Linked DNA regions of Gossypium hirsutum: region 2 is linked to region 1. The links are chromatin contacts, called in public Hi-C maps. All regions are on one chromosome and are shown on one strand. The core of a region is the stretch at or near the end of the contact, and the rest is flanking DNA. Distances in the headings are between cores, read along the strand shown.

Region 1 (5,697 bases), core at 877-3,376:
GATGATGATGATCATAATAATAAATGCTTTAAGAGAAGAACACGGCACCAAAGATAAAAAGTATGAAAATGTTTCCACAAACATACCTTGCAGTTATTGAATCCTGCGTAGCGTTTGTAAAGCCATCAAATGCAAGGTTCAAAAAACAGAGCCCATATCCAAGGGGTGCATTGGGGTGTGCCAACTTGCTAATTGTTTTAGAGCTAGTCTGGAATAAAGATCAAAGCAGACACAAGAGCAATATATGACTCAGAACAGGAGTTTCATAGGGGAAGCTTAATGATATTTACTCCTCCAATATGCCTAGAAAATAAGCAAGATAGCAATTATAAATCACAAAATAAAAGTAGCAATGTTTTTTACAGTCATAACTTTTAACATTTTCCCACCTTCATAAGTGCAAAAGCAGATACTCCTCCAGCCACAAGGAAAGTACAGACATACTCGGGGAAAGTGTATCGAATACCATAAACTAGAGTGCCCATCAGCATGACTGCATAAACATATAATACATTATTAGCTAATTACTGAAACAAGATGAGAAAAGGAGTTTACATTATACCAGAAATGTACCGATCAATGAAAACACGTGAGAAAAAGGAATTGCAAAAAATAAGTTATATCTTACCAGGAATCATTTTTGAGGACTTGGCCAACACCTGCAAGAGAGACAAGCAACATTAAGCGTTAAACTTAATACCAAAGACTCCAACTACACATGTTCACCTACAAAAGCAGCCAAACTAGGAATTTAAACAATCTGTCAATTCAGGTAATACCTTAATGGGCAATAACTAGAGGGAACTTAAACAGATGAGGCAAAAAGAGAAGACATATAAAAGTATGGAGAATCAAAGACATGCCTGAGCCGGGTAGCTGATGTACTTCAATGCTTCTATACCCATGGCCGGACCAATTGTATTTGTGATTCCAGCACTCCAATAAGTCCACAAGGGAGCACCACCATTGCTTCTACTGGACCAAAGCTTTATCACTGGATGAAAGACACAAAAACAAACATATTATTATTTTCCATAATTCTCACCAGTCAATGGTACATATATAGCCAAATTTATAAAAACATTATGATAGTGCAAATGGAGAAGCTTACTTATGTAAGACCAAACTAAGCAGACCACATTTTGCGCCAAGTTAAGAAATGCAAGATGCTCAAACCTCTTCCCGTCGGAACCAAATCGCTTGGTGGACCTAAACTCAACAAAGTATAAAAAGAAAATGTAATTAGAAAACCATAAACGACTACAATTTACTCGTTGAAAAGCTACATCTTTCTCCCAAGACGGGTCACCCATCTATCCATTTTAGCAATTTGAAATTTATCAATGCAAAACAATTTATCAACGTGAAATTTTGAAAATGCCAGCGCAAAATCAGTAAAAATTAATACACACACACACGATACTATTTAAATGAACAGTTGCTATCTACAAAAAGAAGTTCCAAGTAAAAAGAAGAAATGGAAGAATCACGACAATTTATTCAAATTCAAAGAAATAACAGTCATATCAATAACGAACCGTAACATGTTAACCTAGATCCAAAATTTTTATTCTTCGCATCTAAACCTACCTCTGAATTAACTAAGATTACGAATAATTCGTTGCAAATTAAAAAAAAAATACATTCAAAAAGGATTTCCAACAACAGATCAAGCAAAGCAATAACTAATCGAAAAAGGTTCAGAAGAAATCAAACATAACAAAATAAAATAAAAACAAAAATAATACATACAGAGTTTCCTGAAGAAAGCCTTGGTAAATATAGGCAGACCAAATCCCGGCAACGCAAAATGCCAACACCAAAACTCGCCGGAGTCCGGCGCCGTGTGCCTCCATTACGACGCCGCTCGATAACTGTTTTCTCACTTTGATTCAATTGCGAAGATTATATGGTAAACCCAAAAGGGAAAAAGAACGGAGATCGAAGATCACGAAAGAGGGAAAAAGAGATCTTTTGTGAAAAAAAGCAAAAATGAAAAACATAAAATAAGAAGGGAGCGCCAAGTTACGTGGGTTACCCACGTGTCTTTATTTTATTGGATTGATGACTTCATGACTTTCTTTTGATTGGTTATTGAAACGCGGCCTTGTGCTGTTTCTCCAATCCCTCCGTCAAGCTTCATGTTCAACCCCACCGTAACGTCCAAAAAGTTTTCTATAGGTCTAATTTTAAATTTCATCCCTTTGATTTATGAATTTTAACAAAATTAATCATTTATTTTAATTTTTCACAATTTAGTCTTCATACAAGCTGTGCAAATGAGATATTAGTACTCAAAAGCCATTCAATTTCAACTAAAAATAACTCAACTTTAGTTAATTAATCTTAGCTCAGTTGGCATCGGCATTATTGTCAACGCAAGAGAATGTGGGTTCGTGCGTGCTGAAGCACATTATCTTCTTATTTAGGGTTGAAGAGGGACTATAGATAGTTCTAGGCATTGTATCAAAAAATAAAAACTAGTAATCATAATGTTATACTCATATGAAAAGTAAATAAAAAAAAAACCTCAAATTCAATTTGATAATAACCAAGTCGAGCCCGAGCAACTCAAGCTATTATTCAAATAGATTTGAGAATCATGATACTCAATCCAAACGACTTACAAATCTAACCAAGCTTTTCATTGTAATATATTTTTATATTATGAAATTATGTAATTGTCCTTATCATATAGAAAGAGTTTAAGTATAGGTGAGTTTAATCGTGCTTGAATATGAAAATTGATAAAAGGAACTTAATTGAACTTGAGCTCAAGTAGATCAATAATGTCTTAAGTTGAGCCCAAACTTAAAATTTAATGTTTAATTGAGCTTGAGCCAAATATCAAGTCCTGAATTTCGGTTTTGACTCGGCCAAGTTACTCCCATACTTCATACTTTATTAAAACTATGGAGTTAATATAATTATTGAAATAGTAATTTTTGGTCATTTTTGCATATAAATTACTCAACTATTGAATTTCACTATTTTCTTTCGTATATAAATAGTTGAAAGGTTGATTTTTAAGTTTGAGATTTAACAATACTAACCTTTTAGTTTTCTAAAGTACAGAAACCAAATTATTACAAATAGAAATAGGTGGACTAATTTCTCAATTCTTGTAAAGTAGTGGGAGAAATTTCGAAATTAGAACTATTTAAAAGCTCTCTTTGACTTTGAAGGGAAGCCAATAAATGAAATGGTTGGACCTAAATGGGCCGCAACAGGGATTGGTCTAATTCTTTTGGAAGCCCGGTTTAGTTTTTATGCAATCATTTTGATCCATTGCATGAAAAGTAATATGTTAGGTGCAGGGACAGAAATTTAAAATATTCTAATGCGTTTTCTAAATTAGTTTTTATTTTTTTAGTAATTATGCATAAAATATTTTATTATTTTTCAAGTTAAAATTTACAAGCTTACAATAGGATAAGTTTAACATTTCTATTGCTAATTGCTTTTATAAAGTTTGGGAAATGTTATGAAAAAATGTATTTTTGTTAATTGTAAGTGTTTGGTATTATTATAAAAATTGTAATATAAATTTAGACTTAGAAATTAACAATAAATTAATTTAGATAATATTTAAATAATTTAATATAATTTTACATGAAATATGTATTTTAAATATTTTTTAAATAATTAATAAATTATTTGTAAATGTAATGATACATGAAAAATTTTAAAATTTTAAAAATGAATTTATATTTAAATTATTTAATAGAATGATATTTTTAAATAATTTAATATAATAATACATAATAATAAGTTAAACTAAATTTTAAATAGTTATTATAATTAAAGATATTTTAATAATTTGAGTTTCAGCATACAAAAATAAAAAATCAAAAACACCAACACCAACACCAACACCAACACTTTAGTTTTGGGGTTTGGGTGGAAAAGCACTTTTTTCCTATACTTTCAACCCTAAAAAGCCAAATGTTTGTTATTGCTTTTGGGATTGAAAAAGCACTTTTTTTGCCCCTAATAAATAATGTCAAATAGCGTCTAACTAGAGGCGAACCTAAATTTTTTTTCTAGATAAGCGAGATTAATTTATATATTCTTATAGTATTTAAAATGCACTTTTATCATTGTATTGGTTTATATCTTTATAGTTTTTAGAAAGATAATCAAAATTTTATCATTTTTAGAAGGTTAAACTGTAATTTTGCCATATATTAATTTATAATTTTATAAATTTAGGAGGTCTAAAATAAAAGTTTCTAATTTTAAAGGGCCTGGTGCCTACTTTTAAGGGTTAGATCTTGAATCATTTTGTATTATATTTAAGTTATTGAATTGATGTCACAAATCAATAGATGCCAATTCAGTTAGAAAGTGACTAAAAACTCTTTTTTTTTACAAAATAATAAATATTATTATAAGAGTGTTTTTTCTTTATTTATTTTTATATAAAATCTATTTAAACTTGATAAATATAAAAAATACCGCACATGAACTTGAACATAAGACACTAATTTTCGAAGCCTCATTTTTACTATTTCAACTAAAAATGATGACACATTTGGTTCACAGGAATGAAATAAAATAAGAATTGAATAACTATTCAGTAGGAATATAATAGACATGTAAATAAGCATTATACAGTTTGGTTCACTGAATAGAATAGATAAATAATAGTATTGCATTGTTTGGTTGGATAGTATAATGTTGTCGAATAGATGAAAAATGTATAAAATGACATTATTATCCTTTAATTAAAAATATTTTTTTATATTATTATAATTTTATTCAAATTTAAATTAATTATATTTAATAATATATAGAAAAAAATTAAAAGATTACAATTTTTTATAAAAATATTATTAATAAATTAATCTTAAAAAAATTATTTATTAAGAATATTAAAAAAATATTCTTTAAAATATTTAAAAATTAACATTTAAATATTATCAATGATGTTGACTAAATATTAACTCAATTGACATGAATATTATTATTAATATAAAAAGACATGAATTCGAACACATTTAAAACATTTATCCTCTTAATTAAAAATTAGGGTAGAATTATAGATAATTCTTATTGAGTCTCAACCATTCATTCCTCTCTCTCAATCTCATCCATGTGCAAAAATCAAAAAATAAAAAAATGCCCCGAAACAACTTTCATTTATCGCCGATCATCCTCTCCCTCTTCACTTTAGGGGAAAAGAGATAATCTTGTATTTTTTTATATATATTTTTATGTGTTATTACATTGAATCCTCAATTAGGATATTTTGATTGATTTTTTTTCTTTAATTTTTGGGCTTTAGAGTAAATTAAGTAAAAACTTATAAGTAATCGCAAAATAGGTATTCAAATATGGGTGTCTCGAATGTTTTACATGACTTTGTTATTTAATACTAGATTAGATTATTTTGCGAAATGAACATTCAATCAAGTGGAGTACTAAAAATGCTTGGAATGGCTTAGCCATTCAATTGAACCAAACATATTGTTAATTTATTTTTCATATTTTTAGGAACATTGCCTCATATATTTTATGTTAAATTTTTTAGACTTTATAAATGATTTAAAGTATAACAAGTATCTTAGAGTATAGGAATTTAAAAAAAAAATTAAATATATAAATAAATATGACACTTGTCATACCTCAATCTACTTGTGAAACTTAAAAATATAAATCATACATAATAAACCAAATGCACTAAGGATAATATAC
Region 2 (5,556 bases), core at 105-2,604, 830 kb before region 1:
TAGGATCCCCTCCCGACTTCAGACGGGAAAATCCCCAAAAATAACAATGGGAATTTTCAAATCACTGTAACAACCACAAGTTTTATTTCTCCCCCCAAAACATAACGCAGTCAAGATTAACAAATTCTACCTATTCAAGAAAACAAGGGGCAAACAAAGGGAGCAGTTTCAGATAAATTTTCAAAACGATAAACCAAACCAAACAGGAACTCGAATCCAATAAAACAAAGATCCAAATTCAGGCTTATAAAATGAAAAAAAAAATTCAGCGGCGAAAAAAAAAATAAAGAAGTCAAAAACAATAATTAAACATAAGCAAATTTGGTTAAAACAAGAACAAAAGAATTCACGATCAAACAAAGCTGAAGAAAAATAAGTACCAGATCTCAGAATTTCATTGAAGGCAAACAAGAACAAAAACAAATAAAATAAAATAAAATAACAATCAGATTCAAACTAATAGAAGAAACGAAAGCTAATCAGATCTGTTTATAATTTCATTAATATCATCTCATTAATTAGTAGATAAACACAAAGTGATAAACGAAATAGAAATATTAAATTAAAAAAAAAGAAGGAAAGAATAATAACAAAAGCGAAGAAGTGACATATAAAGGAAATGATAAAAGAATCATAATACTAATGTTGCGAAGAACTTACTGACTGGATAAGAAGAAGAAAAAAATGAAATGAATCTCTTTCCGTAAAAAAATTAATACACTATCTCTTTTCTCTTTCTTTTCTTTTTTTTTTCTTTTTTCAGTTGTTGTTCCTTTGATTTGCTGTTGTTGTTCTTCGCGTTCTCGTGTTTCTTCGTTTAAATTTTTTTTCTTTTTTTTTTTTCTCTCTGTTTCTCTATAGGCTGGTTAATTTGTCCTTTGGATTTTCTCTGCAAATCAGAGCGAGGGAGCTTTCGTTTTGGCTTTGCGAGCAAAATCTATAAGAGACCCCCTTTATCTCTCTTTAAACTTGCTCTCTCTCTTTCTCTCTCTCCAAACCAAAATAAAAAAAATAAAAATTGTTTAATGAAATAATTTTTTTTTCGTTTTTAAGTTTTGTTTGTTTTCGGAAGTCTAGTTATAAATAAAGGAAAAAAAAAAAGAGAATGGGAGGGTGGTGATGAGGGGAAGGCAGGGCAGGCGGGGGACGGCGGCGATGGTGGCGGTGGTGGGACCTACAAAAAGGGAGAGGGGGAGTGAAAACCGGTAACCGGTTAGCGCCGGGTGAGACACGTGTTGACTATGTGATTGATGATGATGAGGCGGAGGAGGTGATGGAATAAAAACTGTCCCTCTCTCTCACTCTCTTTTCTTAAAAAATATATGAATTTAACGGGAGAAAATAGATTTTAGGTACCCCTACGCCTTTTAACAGTGCAAGTAGTAAATATATGAATGAGGGGGGGGAATGGTCAAATCTCTGCCTGCCAGCTTCCGTTAGTGGAGTTTTTATCCCCTGCTTCTGCCGTTTTTGAAGACAAATTAAGTTCCACACTAATTAAGTAATTATCGAATTGACTAGTCAAATTACACACTACAATTATCCATCATCACTTCCGTAATCTTAATCTTAATCAAAATCGTAATTATCCCTTAATATGATACTTTAAGCACGTCCACATATTTGGTTTGCTTTTAATCCCATTTTTTTCCTACCACAAGATTATTTAAAAAAAAATCAAATTCCAGATTTACGATTCCACAAATGGTTCAATCTTTCGAAAGATTTAAATAATATATTTTAAATTAAATTATGATTTAATCCGATTTAATCTTAATATTTTAATTTTATATAATATTAGCAATTAGTTTTGTGCTAAAATGATTTCTTTTAAGAAATATTAATATTAGTATTTTAAACTAAAATAGCTAACAGGCTACTTGGACAAAGCAATGATATTATAAAATTAGAGGATCTAATTATTCCAAATTAAATTATAAGGAGTAAAACTACAATTTGACCTATTTTTTAAATAAAAAAAGGTATTTTTCAAGCCAAATTAAAGATGAGGCCAAAAATAACCATAAACAGACCTAACAAATTTGAGTGATTTCTCAATTTGCAAAAGTTATTCTGCTAAATTAGCTAATTAGGTGGGAAAAAAGCACATTAACAATGGGCAAATTTTATTGCTAATTATGGAAAAATATATATTATTATTGTTAAGAGTAAGCTGTGGGTTATTTCCTTTAAAAGAAAATTGTTGAATTTAAAGCCATTTATTTTGAAAAAAATAATAATCAAGGTTTTTTTTTATTTTACATTTGAAATTTTTGAAATTTCAAATTTGAAAGAATTATTTATTATTTTTTAACTACATTGAGTAAACAAATATTTTAAAAGATAATTTATTTTTATAATAAAAATCATGCAACAAATGTAGGAGTTTTTTTTTATTCCTTAACAAAGCATCACGTTTTAAACACCCTTTTTAAACACCTGAATTAAATCAATAAGCAAAATGGCAACAGTCCTAGCTGGCAATGCCAAAACTGGCACTTACGTTTGGTATAAGTTGATCCACAAATTTTGTGTTTATGTTGTATTTTTTTTGGGGGGGGGGTTAAATTACCTTTCTAAGGTTATATGAAAATGAAAAATCAAAATTTTAATATTTTTAAATACATTAATGATTAAATTGTTCACAGTTTTTCCAATTTACTTTGGGATGCATCAAGTCATTAATTTTACTTTTTTTCAAAATTAAATGAAAATTACATTAATTTAAATCAGTATTGTAACATAAAAATTAAAATTAGTGAGGTGCCAAATTGGAATGACAACACAAGTTATTAAACAATGACAGTTAAGTACAAATAGAAAAATGCACCAAAATAAAGAAAACCAAAATGGAAATAACTTTTAGAATCATTTATTCCTATTGTTCTGATAGTTGTTTATCGTGGTTGTCATAAAAGTCTAATGAATGAAAAATGCACACAACAAAGATCGTTAAATTGGCAATACCGATAAACTACTAAAGGCGCATTACCATGTAACATCCTAGCTTTGCTACCACCAAACTATGCCGACAATTAATTCTAATTGATAGCAATAATGCCAAAAGTTCCTAAAAAGCTTTTTAACATTGGTGATGCACAAAGTCAATTTACAAGTGACTCAACTTCATTCGAAACATTTTAAAAACTAAACTAAAATAAACGCTAAAAATTAAAACTCTTTTTCAAGAAAAAAACCTATGTTCGATCTTAAAGATGCATTATTAAAAAAACTACCATGCATTAACGTGAATTGTAAAATAGGCATAAAAGAAAAAAAATTTAAAAAATACAACTATGAACATCGCCACAACTTTAAAATAAAACAAAAAACAGATTATTGTTATCATCACCGCTTTCAGAGAAAGCAAAATAAGATTTATTTATAAACATAAAATCAATTTGACAGCATTTAACAAAAATTTTCACTAAAAAACAGTTAAAACACACCAAAAAAAAATTGCCAAAGGAAAATAGGGAGAAAAAGTGTGAAAATAGGTCATTTGAATTTATTTATTTTTTATAATTATAATTTAACTTTAAAAAAATGAATGTACACAGTGAAGTTTTAAGGCCATTTATTATGAAATATTGATATATGTTATTTTTGGCTATGTTTCCTTCCTCTGGATAGTTGTATAGATAATAGGAAAAAGAGAAAAAGAAAAATGTAAATTAATAATAACGCATTTTGTCATCAACTTTCACTGTGCAAAGATTCTTAATAATCATTTTAACTTTTAATTTATACATTCATTATATAATTTTATAGGTTATTGATAGGGGTCGGTCGGCTTCATCACTTTCATGCTTACTCACCTTCAAATATAATCATCACTCCCAAATAAATCACTAATATTTTAGTTTTTTTTAATATTATTATACAAAATTAATGAATTTCGATGATAGCATCCCTCTATTTTGTGAAGATAAAAAAGTTAACTACGTCATACCATTAAATAGGATTAAATTAAAAAACTAATATACAACCAACTAAAAATAAAATTATCAGTTAAATCTAATTTAAAATATACAAAAAAATTGTAAACATCCAATATTCAATATAATAATTTTTTATCTTTTCTTATTTTATTTTTTAAATTAACTCTTAATGTTACAAAGAAAAATAAAATTATAAATAAAGGACAAATTACACAATATATAAATGATGATGGTTAAATTTTTTAGATTTAAAACTAAATTGATATAATTTATAAATGTTGAGGTTCGAAGTTGCTATTATAATAATTTTAAAAACTATCATCGTTATCCAATTGGTGACAAATTTTTTTATTATTTTGTAACTTTTTATGATTGATTAACCAAAAAATAAATTTATTAATAATTGAGTGACTACTAATAGCTACCCTTACTTAAATTTATCTAGTTTGATTTTTCAGTTCACAACCTATAAAACTACTATTATATAAACCAATCTGGAATATTTTTATTTAAATTATAATTAATTTTATTATTTATAATTTATATAATGTAAAAGAATATATTATATAAATTTTAGTGAAAATAACTTTTAAAAATTTATTATTCAGTTTTTAACAATGGATGAGCCGAACCCATGAAGTTGAGCTTGGTTTGGTTATCTTGTTTGGGTTTTTTTTTTTTGAAAAACTAGAATATAGCAGGGTAATTGTAAGTTTTTCAATCTAAAGGTATTGGGTTAAACACTCAAAATTTTTATTTTATTGAAAATGATTTTTTTTAATATTTAATATTTTAAATGTGTGTAATAATTATTTTATTTTTTGTTATTTAATTTGAAATTTTCATCAAAAAAGTGTTGAATAAGATAAGTAGATAGTTACTTATCAATTAATATAAAAAAATACAAATTGATTTTATTTTATTAAAAAATTAAAATAAATTATCTTTTTTATATAAAAAAATATTCAAATTAATATATTTATCTTTCATCTAAAACTATTCAAAATAATATAAAATATTATATTGATACTATTAAAATTAAAAAAAAAGTAAATAATATTTTAAAAATTAATATTTACTTTAATCAAATAAATTTTTAAATATAAATTTAACACTTACAAAATTTAATAATAAAATTTTAGTACTTAATAAACGTTGTTATTAGCAATTTATATGGCGACAAATCAAATTTTTAAAATTTTCAATATTTAAATTAACTTGTAGAGTGAAAAAAAATTAAATTATCCGATTTTAAAATCTTACTTTTCAAATAATTAATAATTACAAATATTGGGAATTTTATAACAAAAAGAAAATTGAAATCCAACTGATGCATCAATCTTTTTCTTGTGTTCAATTTTCACACACAAAAGAAAAAACAGATAAACATGAAAACAAGAGTTTGGTCAAATCCTAAAAACATCTAAAGCAGCAGTCAATTTGAGAAAAGGGGCAACACATCTCATAATTATACTATTATCCCCCAATAACGCTGTTTTGTGTTTAATTTTAATAGTAATGAAACCTGCCTCTTATCTACCCGAACTACCCTTGTCTAATAATGGCTATCCAGATATTCACCCGAGGCTAATTATGTAATTTAAAAGAAGAAGAA

Evidence for each region. A called contact is a pair of places that touch in the nucleus more often than the background predicts.
Region 2: a contact with region 1 is called in a Hi-C map of leaf, with 1.9 times the contacts expected there. The contact joins the promoter of LOC107919874 here to the promoter of LOC107893963 in region 1. A contact is called at or near these places in 3 of 34 Hi-C or Micro-C datasets (all in leaf).

What each region holds. Positions count from the first base shown.
Region 1 is chrA13:18,773,023-18,778,719 of Gossypium_hirsutum_v2.1, reverse strand. It overlaps LOC107893963 (UDP-galactose/UDP-glucose transporter 3), which reads right to left and starts at 2,126. Exons shown (of 7, transcript XM_016819126.2): 1 at 1,753-2,126; 2 at 1,112-1,209; 3 at 864-994; 4 at 629-659; 5 at 390-493; 6 at 87-208. The coding sequence starts at 1,856.
Region 2 is chrA13:19,600,369-19,605,924 of Gossypium_hirsutum_v2.1, reverse strand. LOC107919874 (F-box/kelch-repeat protein At1g26930) reads right to left here and starts at 1,354. Exons shown (of 3, transcript XR_005907554.1): 1 at 661-1,354; 2 at 1-64.